2 separate regions of the Sus scrofa genome follow, and region 2 is linked to region 1. The links are chromatin contacts, called in public HiChIP or PLAC-seq maps. All regions are on one chromosome and are shown on one strand. Each heading gives the region's core, a stretch centred on a gene start, on an enhancer-like site or on the middle of the called end of the contact. The rest is flanking DNA. Distances are from core to core; before and after follow the strand shown. Region 1 overlaps DDR2 (discoidin domain-containing receptor 2). Region 2 holds the start of DDR2 (discoidin domain-containing receptor 2).

Evidence for each region. HiChIP or PLAC-seq counts read pairs in DNA pulled down with a chosen protein or histone mark.
Region 2: an H3K27ac HiChIP or PLAC-seq map of alveolar macrophages shows a contact between it and region 1. The contact joins the promoter of DDR2 here to the enhancer-like site in region 1. A contact is called at or near these places in 4 of 47 Hi-C or Micro-C datasets (embryonic fibroblasts, heart right ventricle, mesenteric adipose tissue and 1 more) and 2 of 2 datasets of contacts at active chromatin or transcription factors (alveolar macrophages and skeletal muscle).

The regions. Positions count from the first base shown.
Region 1 is chr4:87,763,298-87,768,886 of Sscrofa11.1, forward strand. DDR2 (discoidin domain-containing receptor 2) reads right to left here. Exons shown (of 18, transcript XM_021089500.1): 12 at 5,285-5,495; 13 at 3,517-3,740; 14 at 2,145-2,272; 15 at 1-74. Among named protein-coding and RNA genes, the nearest start is that of HSD17B7, 23 kb to the left of the region's middle. Within about 2 kb of position 3,049, at least 5 of the 83 cell types and tissues checked have an H3K27ac peak or open chromatin away from gene starts, as enhancers often do. A contact at or near this core is called in alveolar macrophages, where this site is marked.
Region 2 is chr4:87,909,416-87,915,004 of Sscrofa11.1, forward strand. It overlaps DDR2 (discoidin domain-containing receptor 2), which reads right to left and starts at 2,403. Exons shown (of 18, transcript XM_021089500.1): 1 at 2,266-2,403.

The DNA of each region.
Region 1 (5,589 bases), core at 1,799-4,298:
ACACAGCTAAGAGACGGATGATGTTTGGGTCCTTGAGCCGGGACATGATCTTTATCTCCTTAAGAAAATCATTCCTTTGGAGGACACAGATACGGATAAATTCAGAGGTGCATAGAGTTAGAATCAAGAGGGGGAAGAAGACATAGCAAAGTCTAGTCCTGCCCATTATACAAATTCTTATTTCCCTTTGGGTAACCTTTGAGAGGATAGAGAAATTAGTACCTGGAAACTCTCATTCTACTCATCCTGAAATATAATGCATCCTTATTCAACTGTAATTTGGGGGGACCATGACCCATAACATTCACATCTGCATCCCCAGTATCCAACAAAAGGCCTGCCACATGGAAAATGATTAATATTTGCAAAATCGAATATATGCAGCTAACTAGCCTTAAAAATAAAAACTTTGGAAATCATATTTTAAGTGCCCTGGGATATTTACCTTTTTTAAAAAGCCCTGGAGTTACTCTATAAACAAAGCAGAGTCTTTTTATAAAGTGAGTAACCACCTTCTGGTTTATCTGATAATTTTCAGTTTTCTCATATTGACTTCTCTTAATGCAGAGTGAACCAGCAGTCAGTCACAACACATATTTAATAGCCAGTTCAAAATGCTGCTTAAAATTCATGCTTAAAATGTGGGGTCATTTCAAAAGAAGTACTCATTTGGGAAAAACTAATAACTGTTTGAGGAGATGATGACAGTCACCCTTGAGTTACAATGTGGGCTATGACCTTCCCAGTTGCACTATTTGGATTAGTGAGACCACTAGCTTGCATTCTCAAAACAATTGGAGCATACCCATTATAAGTCTCCTGTGCATTTTCTAGGAATCCTGGACTGGAAGTCATACTATATCAATATAAAATCCTTGAAATCAATGTGGTCCTGATGTAGCACCTCTCCTTTTTCATGCCCTCTTCAACCTCAAGCCAGGGGGGGTCCATGGCTCGGGGGGCCCAGACTGTAAGCCGTTCATCATTGTTCAATTGGAATGGCAAGGGTACGACCCCAAACCTCATCAAAAAAAAAAAAAAAATGGGCAGAGGCTTTGTCACACCACATAGATCTGTCCTTTCTTCCTGCTGCCCTCTCTAATCATGTGCTAAGATTAACATTAGAAATATTCTCTCTCTCTAAGGGACCCAGAGGGTGTCAGTTTTCATTCATACCAGTATTCTTAAGATTGAAATGCTCACAGTTAAAATTCCAAAAACCTTCACAGTTCTGTTTCCTTGCCTTTCTTTCTTCTTCATTCCACATCCTGTCAATGGCAAGACTTTTAATGAAACCCTATCAAGCATTCTTGGCATTGATGATAATTTGAGGAATAGGAATCATAAACTTTCTCTCACTGTGAATATCAGTGAGACAAATCAAGCCAACGTAAATGGAGAAATGCATATGTTACGCAGATATGCAGATTTCTCTGAGACACATACCACCAGCATGCCTCTCTGGGTGAGGATTAACTCACCATTACTGTTATGGAAAGGCTGTCAGACAACGGAGTATGGCTGGAAACTGCAATTTATGTAGTAAAGGATCCAAGAGATTATTAGCCAGTTTGGAAAACTGCTAAAAGACTGTGGATCCTTTTGCTTTGAGGTCCATGGATACTTTTCCAAGAAGAGGCAGCTTCTCATTTGGGGAGTTGCTGAACATAGAAGAAAAGGAGCATAAAAGAGAAAAAAAGAGATGAGAAAGTAAATAGACATGCAGAAAAAAAGGAGAAAGGAAGGAGCTTAGCAGGAAAGATGTATGCAATTGTGAGAAGTTTGCAAGAAGAGGTGAGGACCTTTGGGGGTATGTCTGTGCATAATAACTGAAGAGGTAAGTATTAAGACTATTGTGTGTGTTGTGGATGCTGAGAAGTGCAGTGTTCTGCAAAGGGAGTTAGGAAGCAAATTCATATGCGTAGTGGCAGATCCAACACAAAATGTGCATTTGTGTCTGAGAGAGATGAGAACAAAGATGAGGACTACTAACCCATCAGAAAAGTAAAACACAGCAATGGAAATGTAAGGTAGCTCACAGACCTTCCCATCTCAAAAGAAAACAATTACTCAGAAGTTTCCAGAGTGTTCCTGATCCTGAAGACAAAATACATAAAGGAAAATTCAAAACACAGACCACAGACCTGGCATTCTTGTTGGCATCTGCTCGGAGCATTTTCACAGCCACCAGGACAGGCTGGTTGGCACTGACATCTAGGGCGAAATCTTTGTCTTTGAATTTTTCCATTCCCTCCACTTCGCAGAGATGAACCTAGACAAAAGTCATCTAGTCTCAGCATCATCATTTCTCCTGAAGATGTCTCAGTACTCTTGCTGGGCATTTCCTAGAGATAAACTACCTCTTACAACTCAGGCAAAATAATCAAAAGACCAATAAGAAGATAGAGGTAATACATCTTTGACTCAAATAACTGAAAAAACAATGGTAAGGTACCCAGCTAGTATATATTACTGCTTTATGAAAGAACCATACATTAATTGGAACACTAAATATGCAAATATATCTATAACAGTAGTTTATTACACCATAGCTCCCTAGAAAATGTCATTCAGTATAAATGCTTGACCTTTGATTCAAGGAAGTTTAGTTACTGGATTGTGCAAAACATAAGACAATTTCCTCTCTGAGGTAATCCCTTAGTATGTGATTAGTTAGCATGGTTAGTAATCCCTATGTATTAGTAACAGTATAACAAGCCTGTGTTTTCAACCCAGGAGAGAGAATGAATGCATATAACACCACAAACAGATGCTATGGACCTATCTACCTCCACCACCACCAAACCTACCCAAAGTTAAAAACTACACCACCCATGTTGGAATCAATAACATATTCTTAGGAAAACAAGTTACATTTGGAGTGTAGAGGGAAGCGTTAAAGAGCTTCCATTGCCACTTAAATCATCGCTTTGAATTCTCAGAAGGCTCATGTGACTGACGTAAAAGTGGAAAGTCAAATATTACACACATCACTCCGAGAGCAATTGAGAAGAGTGCTCCTCCTTATCTTAGTGAGTGATTCATTCCCTGGTGGTTGATTCTGGGACCCAAGGCAGGGGCGAGGTTGTTTTTGACCATTTTATATGTAACTCCCATTAAATGGGGGAAAAAAAAAGTGGCTATCAAATAGCAGGATGTTCTTGGACTGTTTATAAAAGATGATCACATCTTATGGGTCCCCACCCTCTGTAACCTATTATAAAAATTTTTTTTTAAAATATTGAATGTTTTTCAGGATATCTAAGTCAAGTGACTTTCCTGCTTTAAAAACTCGTATATAGAAATCGAGATTCCCATGAATTCCATAGCTATTTGACAAAGATGAGGTTGACCCAATACTAATCTTCTAGAGGCCAGTGCAAAGAGAGACAATTGGAAGGGACAGTCAATGTGGATCCACTCTGGAGGGGACACTTAACTCTATTGACCATATTTATTCAACTAATTCCTTTGAGCTAGCAAGGACTGGTGGCCCCACTCAAAGAATCAACTTACCTCCCCAAACTGGCCTTCTCCTAGCTTCTCCTTGAAAGTTAACAGTTTCCTGGGGAACTCTTCCACAGCCACATCTTTTCCTGAGAGCAGGTCCATGGTAACGGCAGGCACAGAGTAGGTATTACCTCCGGTCACCCCCTGGAGGTTCACAATGTCAGCCTCTGCGTAGTGGGGCACGCCCTCAGGCCCGCTGGGTTGGACTGGCTTCACAAGGCCACTGCAGCCTAGGAAGACAAGGGCAATGAGCCTCACTCCAAGGGGCATGTCTGGATATCTCTTCAAGAAAACAAATCTGAGAGGAGGGCTAAAACACGCCCCCAAGACAGCCAGCCTATGCCATGACATTCTTACTTGGAGAATGGTCCCTCCAGACTCTCTCACAGCCTCCAGAATGTAGGCCACCATTTATCTCTTATCCTTCTCCCCACACCCCATGATCATCAACGAGCTCCTTGGCTAATCTTGAGGAATTGTGGTGAAGCTACAGGAAGGCTTGCACTATATTAGTTAGGGTGGGAGTATTAAAGTTTTAGGATTTAATGGCCTAGTTCCTTAATTTTAAGATATTCTCACTGACTTAGTAATCTATTTTAGGGATTAAAAACTTTCTGATTATATGATGGAGCATGATAATGTGAGAAAAAGAATGTATATATGTATGTGTGACTGGGTCAACTTGCTGTACAGTAGAAAATTGACAGAACACTGTAAACCAGCTATGACGGAAAAAAATAAAAATCATTTAAAAAAACTTTCTGATTAAATTTATATGATTCAGCTTAAGATATATTGTGATATTAAGAAACATTAAAGTAAGAGGGAGGGTGTTTTTAGACTTCAGAAAATAGGTAAATTACTCTACTTCAGCCTAGGAAATAAATTACATCGCTTTTTCTTGCTGTCTCTGCAAAATTCCTCTAGTTCAATGTGATCCTTCACTGTTTGCTATCCACTGAGTGGTAAATATCACATTAGTTTGCTTTCTTCTTTTGTAAGGACTCCCTTGAAATACTAGTGGGCTCAGAGTTAGTCCTGCTGCTTCTCCAATCACCTCTCTCCTGAATACCCTCAGCCCTCTTCTGCTGGCTGGGATCACTCTTGGATTGAAGATCTTACAGAAAAGCTGCCCTGAGCCTCTGTGATGACCCAGCATCCTCTGATGTCACTCTGCAGCCCTTTATTAAAAAACACTGAGATGTGAATCATTTGGCAATGTTTTACCAAAGCAATGCTTTTATTGAGAAAAGGTAAGAAATATTTACTCTTGTAATAAAACGTTGTATTAGTCTAATAAATTTTCACCCAAGTGAAATCAACAAAATTTAGGTAACTCAATTATCTAGGTGGCTTAAAAACTGGGGATTCTAAGAAGTCTTTTGCTTTATTATTTTTTTCCTCCAGGTCAAATTCAAGTCATGAACTTACCCTTAATGCTGTTTGATGTTGGGTGAATACCTTATCTAAGCCTTCTCATTTTTCTCCCAAGGAAAAATGAGGACATAGGACTAGCTGGGCTGCTTAGGTTCTTCTGGCATTAACACCTTAGTAATGCATTTTATTTATTTCCTCCCTCTTCTGCCATGCAGGTCTGCTATGTGCAGTAGCAGAGGAAGGGTGCTCATATTAGGCTAGAAGCAGCAGCAGACCCAATCTAGAAAGACAGTATGGACTTCTTTAGGTGAAAACTAGATTTGGTTGAGTAGGAGCCACAGTATCACACCTTCATAAATCTTGTCCCTCAATTCTTTGCCCACTATTTCATCTTCACCTGACTCTTCCTCCCCTGGAGCAAATTCTGGGAGTTTCCGTATCAGCCTGGAGGGCTCCTGGTAGTCAGGGCGAAGGGGAAAGATGCGATCATAAGTGGAGTTGGATTCCTGTTCACTTGGCGATGAGGAACGGTTGTTGTTGAACATGCTAGACTCGCTTGGCAGGGAGAGGCTGACTGTCATTTCATCATCCAGCATCCTCCGGGAAGCCTGAAATAGGACAGGGGAGAAAGACCTGTTGGCACACAGGGCATCATAGCTCCCTCCTCTTCTTAAATCCAGCTTTTCCACTCAGAAGAAATAA
Region 2 (5,589 bases), core at 1,153-3,652, 150 kb after region 1:
ACAATAATACTGGAAAGTACTGCTATTATTCCCATGTAATAAACACAGAGCCCAAGGTGCAGAAAGGTAAAGCAACTTTGCCAAGTTAGTGAAAGGCAGAGCCAGAACTTGAACCGGGGGTCCTTCGGAATCTAAATCCCAAGCTCTTTGCCTAACAAAGGTAAGTGTATACCAAATGCCCAGAATTAATGCACAGAGCTACCCACTCGCAGCCCCTCTCTGGTATCCAGATAAATACTCAGCCAGCTGCAGAAGTGGCCTCCAAGAGAGGATCCTCACTGCTCCCCTAGCCTGACACCTTCACCTCCTAGTCACCTAGTCACCGAGGGAAACATGAAATTTGACTAGGAAAGTGATTAAATGTGTGCATGGAGTGGGGGAGGGGAGTGTTTGCAGAGTGACTCAGAGCAGAGAATACAGAGTCCAGAGTCAGACTTACCTGAGTTTCGACCTTATGAGCTGCACCTCCTTAAGCAACACACTGAGCTTCTCTAAGCTTTAATTCATGAAATAGGAACTAACGGGTTCAACTGAATGATGTATATAAAGCTCTGAGCATGGAGCCTGATGCACACAGCAAATACTTTGCTTTTTTTATTTTACACACACACAACCAAATATGACCATAAACATCAAAGCATCCCTCCTTGCTGATAACTAACACCCTTGGGGCGACTTGTTCATTAAACCCTCTCCCTCACTTCAACCTCAAGTGAAATGAACATAAACATACAGGTCTGGAGTGGAAAGATCACTGGATTAGCAGTAAAGAGACTTTCAACTTCATTTGTGACTTCACTACTAAGGTGCTGTGTAATTCTAAATGTCCCGCTCCTATCACTTTCACCATCTGTGAATTGAGAGGGTGGGAAGAGATCCCTGAGGCTCTCTACGGACCTATGCGGCTGGGGATCTTCTAGGGAAAGGATGCAGAAGGCAAGCAGTCAGCAAAATGGTGCTGAACCCCTCCTGGCTCCAAGAGTGCAAACTCCCGCCTCAAATGGCTGGCCTGAGAGTTTCAGCCTCTTGGAAAAATTCTCTTTCCCCTTGGATGGGACTCTTGAACCTCAGCCAGGACTCAGAGGTCCCAACTGCAAACAGTCCCAAGTAATTCCATAACAAAGGGAAAGGCACCCAGGCCAGCAAGGTGGGGAAGACGAAGCTTGTCACCAACTGAAAAATGCCCCATCGAACCAGCTCCCTGCCTGGTCACCCCACACCCCAGAGTGAAGCCACCCCTCACCCAAAGTTGTCCTTCTCACAATTAAGTCAGCAACTCCTCTGAAAAATCAAAAACACAAAAAGTTGTCCCCTCCAAAACTCAAAACTCAGGACACTCAAACCACTACTAAATACCGATAACCTAGCTCCCTGCTCAGGTTTCCATCCCAAAACCAGCTCTGCGATCGGCCTGTCTTGCCTGCCAACAGTTTCAACTCTGCGAATGCTGTTGATTGTATCTTGCAGCTGCTATGGATTCGTTTATTTTGCTTCAGTTTTCTTTGGTTAGTCGTGCTTTATTCTTCTCTCAACATAAATCCAGTCCCCCCCAAAAAGGTGAAGTTTTAGATTTCTCGAGCCTATGGTGCCTGTTCCTTCTTTTCCTTGCCGGACTCGAAACCCTTTTCTGTCTCCTTTTTTAAACTTTTCCTGAGACACCGGGAGAAGGATACTCAGAGCTTTCGTTTTCGGAAAAGACAAAAAAAAAAAAATGAAGGGAAAAAAAAAACACATAACTTACGTTCATCCAGGAGTGCCCAGTTTGGGAAAGAAGAAAACAGAGCTATAATCCACTGCGTTCCCCCAACCCAAAAGGGAGAATTTGTTGTGAAACGCTTCTTTTTCCACTTTGCCGGTGGAGGAGCCCGGTGGTAGGCATCCATCCACAGGCTGATGCAAGATGCCTTTGAGAGAAACCTCACATTCTGAGGATTCCTGGGAAAGCGCCAGGGATCCCAGCATCCAATATATTGCACATTTGGTTTCAATTAGGAAGGGGGTTGGGGAGGGAAGAAGGAAAGTCACCAATCAGAGCTGTTTTCTGTTTAGAGACTATTTCTTTTGACCCAAGGGACCACGGGCAAAGCTATAATTTACAGCAAAACCCATTCATAGAAGAAAAAATATGTAAAACCGTAGGACAGACTTAAAGACATAGCTCCCTTCCGCCTTATCCCCACCGCATCCATTCCCAACCCCTCTGCATCCATCTAAGACTCGCCACCACCCGCCCCTGCCCCGTGACCCCCACCTCATTTTTCTTACTTGAGCTGAAGCTATGAACACAACTTAAGGTTTGGATTCTCTTCCAATTGAAGCTTCCAGGACAGTTGGGTCACACACATGGAGTTGATCTTTGGTGTTTTATCCATGAAAGCCCACAGCTGAGCCCTCCCTCAAAAAGATTTGACTTAATCCCTTCCCCCACCCCCACTACCTCGCTCACCAAAAAAAAAAAAAAAAAAAAAACCCAAAACGGACAGTTTGAGAGTCTAGGATTCCTATTTTTTTCCACTCAATTCCCAGTTGATTGCTGCCTCTGAGGGTCTGTTGCTGTCCTGAATTCATGCTGCTAAATGAAAACACAAGCATTTACAAGGACTTTCTAAATTATTTTGAATTTTTTTTTCTTTTTACTCTTTTTTTTTTCCTATGCATGGCAATGAAGAGAGATCTTGTGAAAGGGGAGTGTAAGTGACAAGGAGGAACCTCTCCTCTGCTCTGTAAAAGAGTAACTAATGATCCCTTCTATCCTTCAAGGCTCTTGGCCTTAACCCTTTGGTGCCTGGATCATTCCTTCCCTAGCACAGGCTTGGTCTGCCCTGGAGGTCTTGATTCTCTGTGAGTACAGAGAATGCAGTGTATGCAGAGACTCAAAATCAGGAGACGTGTTGGAGGGAGGCAGATGGTGTAAGAGATGTCAAAAAGACCTAACTCATCTTTGAGAGATGGCCTACTCCTCAAGAGACGTGGTGCCTCTGGGTTCTGAGGTTCTCACTGTCTCTTCCCTGCTAGTATTTTGACAGGCAGTATGGGATTGCACAGCCCGGAAGATGAGCAAGAAGAGAGGTGAGTTGAACAGGAAAAAGAGAGTGGAAAGGGACCATGGAAGCACATTTCCATAGTAAATTTGGAGTGGGAGGTACTTCTCAAGAGGAACAGGAAGGCAGGGAGACCTCCAATTGGGGTGGCCATGAAGAGCCAAGCTGCCAGTGTTAAATCTCTAAAGGGCCCTAAAGCTCAGTCAGAAAGTGGCCTTCATACCTGACCTATGCTTCCCGGACAGAAGGGGACTCGAAAACCTGGTGAGCGTTCAGAGGGCAGCCGCAGAGATGATTGCAGGTAGAAAATAAGACCTAAGAGGAAATGCTAGAACTAGAGTTATTTTATAAGGAGAAGAAATGATGCAGAGATAAACCTATTAAGAAGACTTCAAGTAAAGGATAGAACCCAAAGTTAGCAGAGGGGGATTAACTCAGCTCAACTTAATACATTTATATTGATCATTTATTAAACACTTTACTGGGAGCTTGCCTGAGACAACAGACATCTGGATACTGAAACACTCCTAGAATCCTCCCAGATATCTAGGTCTGTAATTATTTACCTCTTTGGCATTACCATGAAGACTGCACTGGTAGCATGGCTTGTAATTTCACAGACTTGGTTTGAGAGGACAGGTCAAATGTGGAGAAGGGTAATAATTTCACAAAGCCAAAATCTGATAAAGGACAGAAAAAGTATGTGTCCTCAAACACCAGTATTTAAGGTGGTTCTACTCCATAGTCAGGGTTTTGTGTGTGTGTGTGTGTGTGTGTGTATAACTAGAACTAGTGATGCTGACTCCAAAACTCAGACACACTTTGGTCTCTGTGAGGAGGGAAGAATGGGTAGCCCTGTCAGGAGTCTATTGGTATGTAGACCAAGGAGACTTTGGGGACGTACTCGCTGAGTGAAGAAAGAACCAAGAGGCAATAGACAGCCCTAAGTGCAGCCAAGCTGTGCCAAAGGTAAGGAGAAGCTCTAAGAAAAATACCATGTCTATCACTCAGGTTATTCCTAAGCGAATCTAGGGTCTAACCTTGAACTCTAAGAAGGCTACCAAACATAGAGCAAGAAAAAGTTGAGAGAAGCATTTTACTAAAATATTTGAGAGAGATTGAAAGCATTAGGAGGAATCATCAGGTTCAGATTTGAGCCTCCATTTTGGAAGAGAGCTCTTGTTGGGGTGGAAGTGGGAAATGCCCCTTCAGACTTGACAACCACCATTGCTGCACCAAGCCACAGCTGAAAAGAAAGAATATGGCAAATGCCACTTCAAAGCTGAGAGGAGTAATTCGCAGAATACACAGAAAAAAAATTTTTTTCCTGGAGATTCTCAGAACTAGTCAACAGAGTTTTGAGTAAGGCTGGAATTCCTAAAATTGTGGGAACAGATGTGGAGAAATACCATTTTGTTACTCTTTTGTGAACAGCTTTTGCCCCCTGGACTGGCTTAGGAAACATGAGTCATAGCAATCAGAATTATTTATGTTCCATAGGCGGTAATACATCCTAGTTATGAGGGCTGTTTTACACTAAAAATGAGTTACTGACAAACAGGATAGGATTCTGTTACCTGGACTTTACTAAAAATAAGATAGATTTAGCTGAAATGGTCAAGATACAGTATTATTTAGGAGCAAGGAAATGTGTGAGGTGACTTTCCAAGCTCTGTTGAGGTCTACAAACCAAGGTTTAAGTGTTAGAATTGAAATAACCACAGTATTTCTTTTTTTTTTTTTTTTTTTTTTTGTCTTTTTGCCTTTTCTTGGGCTGCTCCCGAGGCGTATGGAGGTTCCCAGGCTAGAGGGTCCAATCAGAGCTGTAGCCACCAGCCTACACCAGAGCCACAGCAATGCGGGATCCGAGCCTCGTCTGCAATCTACGCCACAGCTCACGGCAACGCCTCCTTAACCCACTGAGCAAGGCCAGGGATCGAACCCGCAACCTCATGGTTCCTAGTCGGATTCATTAACCACTGCGCCACGACGGGAACTCCTAACCACAGTATTTCTATCTTCAAATACTATAAAGGGTTGGACAACTTTGTGGTGCTTTCAGAAGTAAAATAAAAGATGGAAGTAAAAGGATTGTAACTAGCTTAGTTTAAGAAACATACACACAAAAACAAACACAGATCTCCTAGAGTAATGAAAAACAAACGAGATCTAATCAAACTCATAAGCTTCTGCACAGCAAAGGAAACCATAAACAAAACAAGAAGATAACTTATGGACTGGGAGAAAATATTTGCAAATGAGTGACCAATAAGGGATTAATCTCAGAAACATACAAACAAACTTATGCAGCTTAATATCAGGAAAACAACCAATGAAAAAATTGGACAATAAAAAAAGGAATTCCCCGGTGGGGGGATGTGCCTCGGCTGTGGGATGGAAATCCTGTGAGATCAGATTGTTATGATCATTATACAACTACAGATGTGATAAATTCATTTGACTAAAGAAAAAAAAAAAAAAAAAGGAATTCCCACTGTGGAGCAACGGGATAGGCAATATATTAGAAGCGCTGGGATGCAGGTTCCAT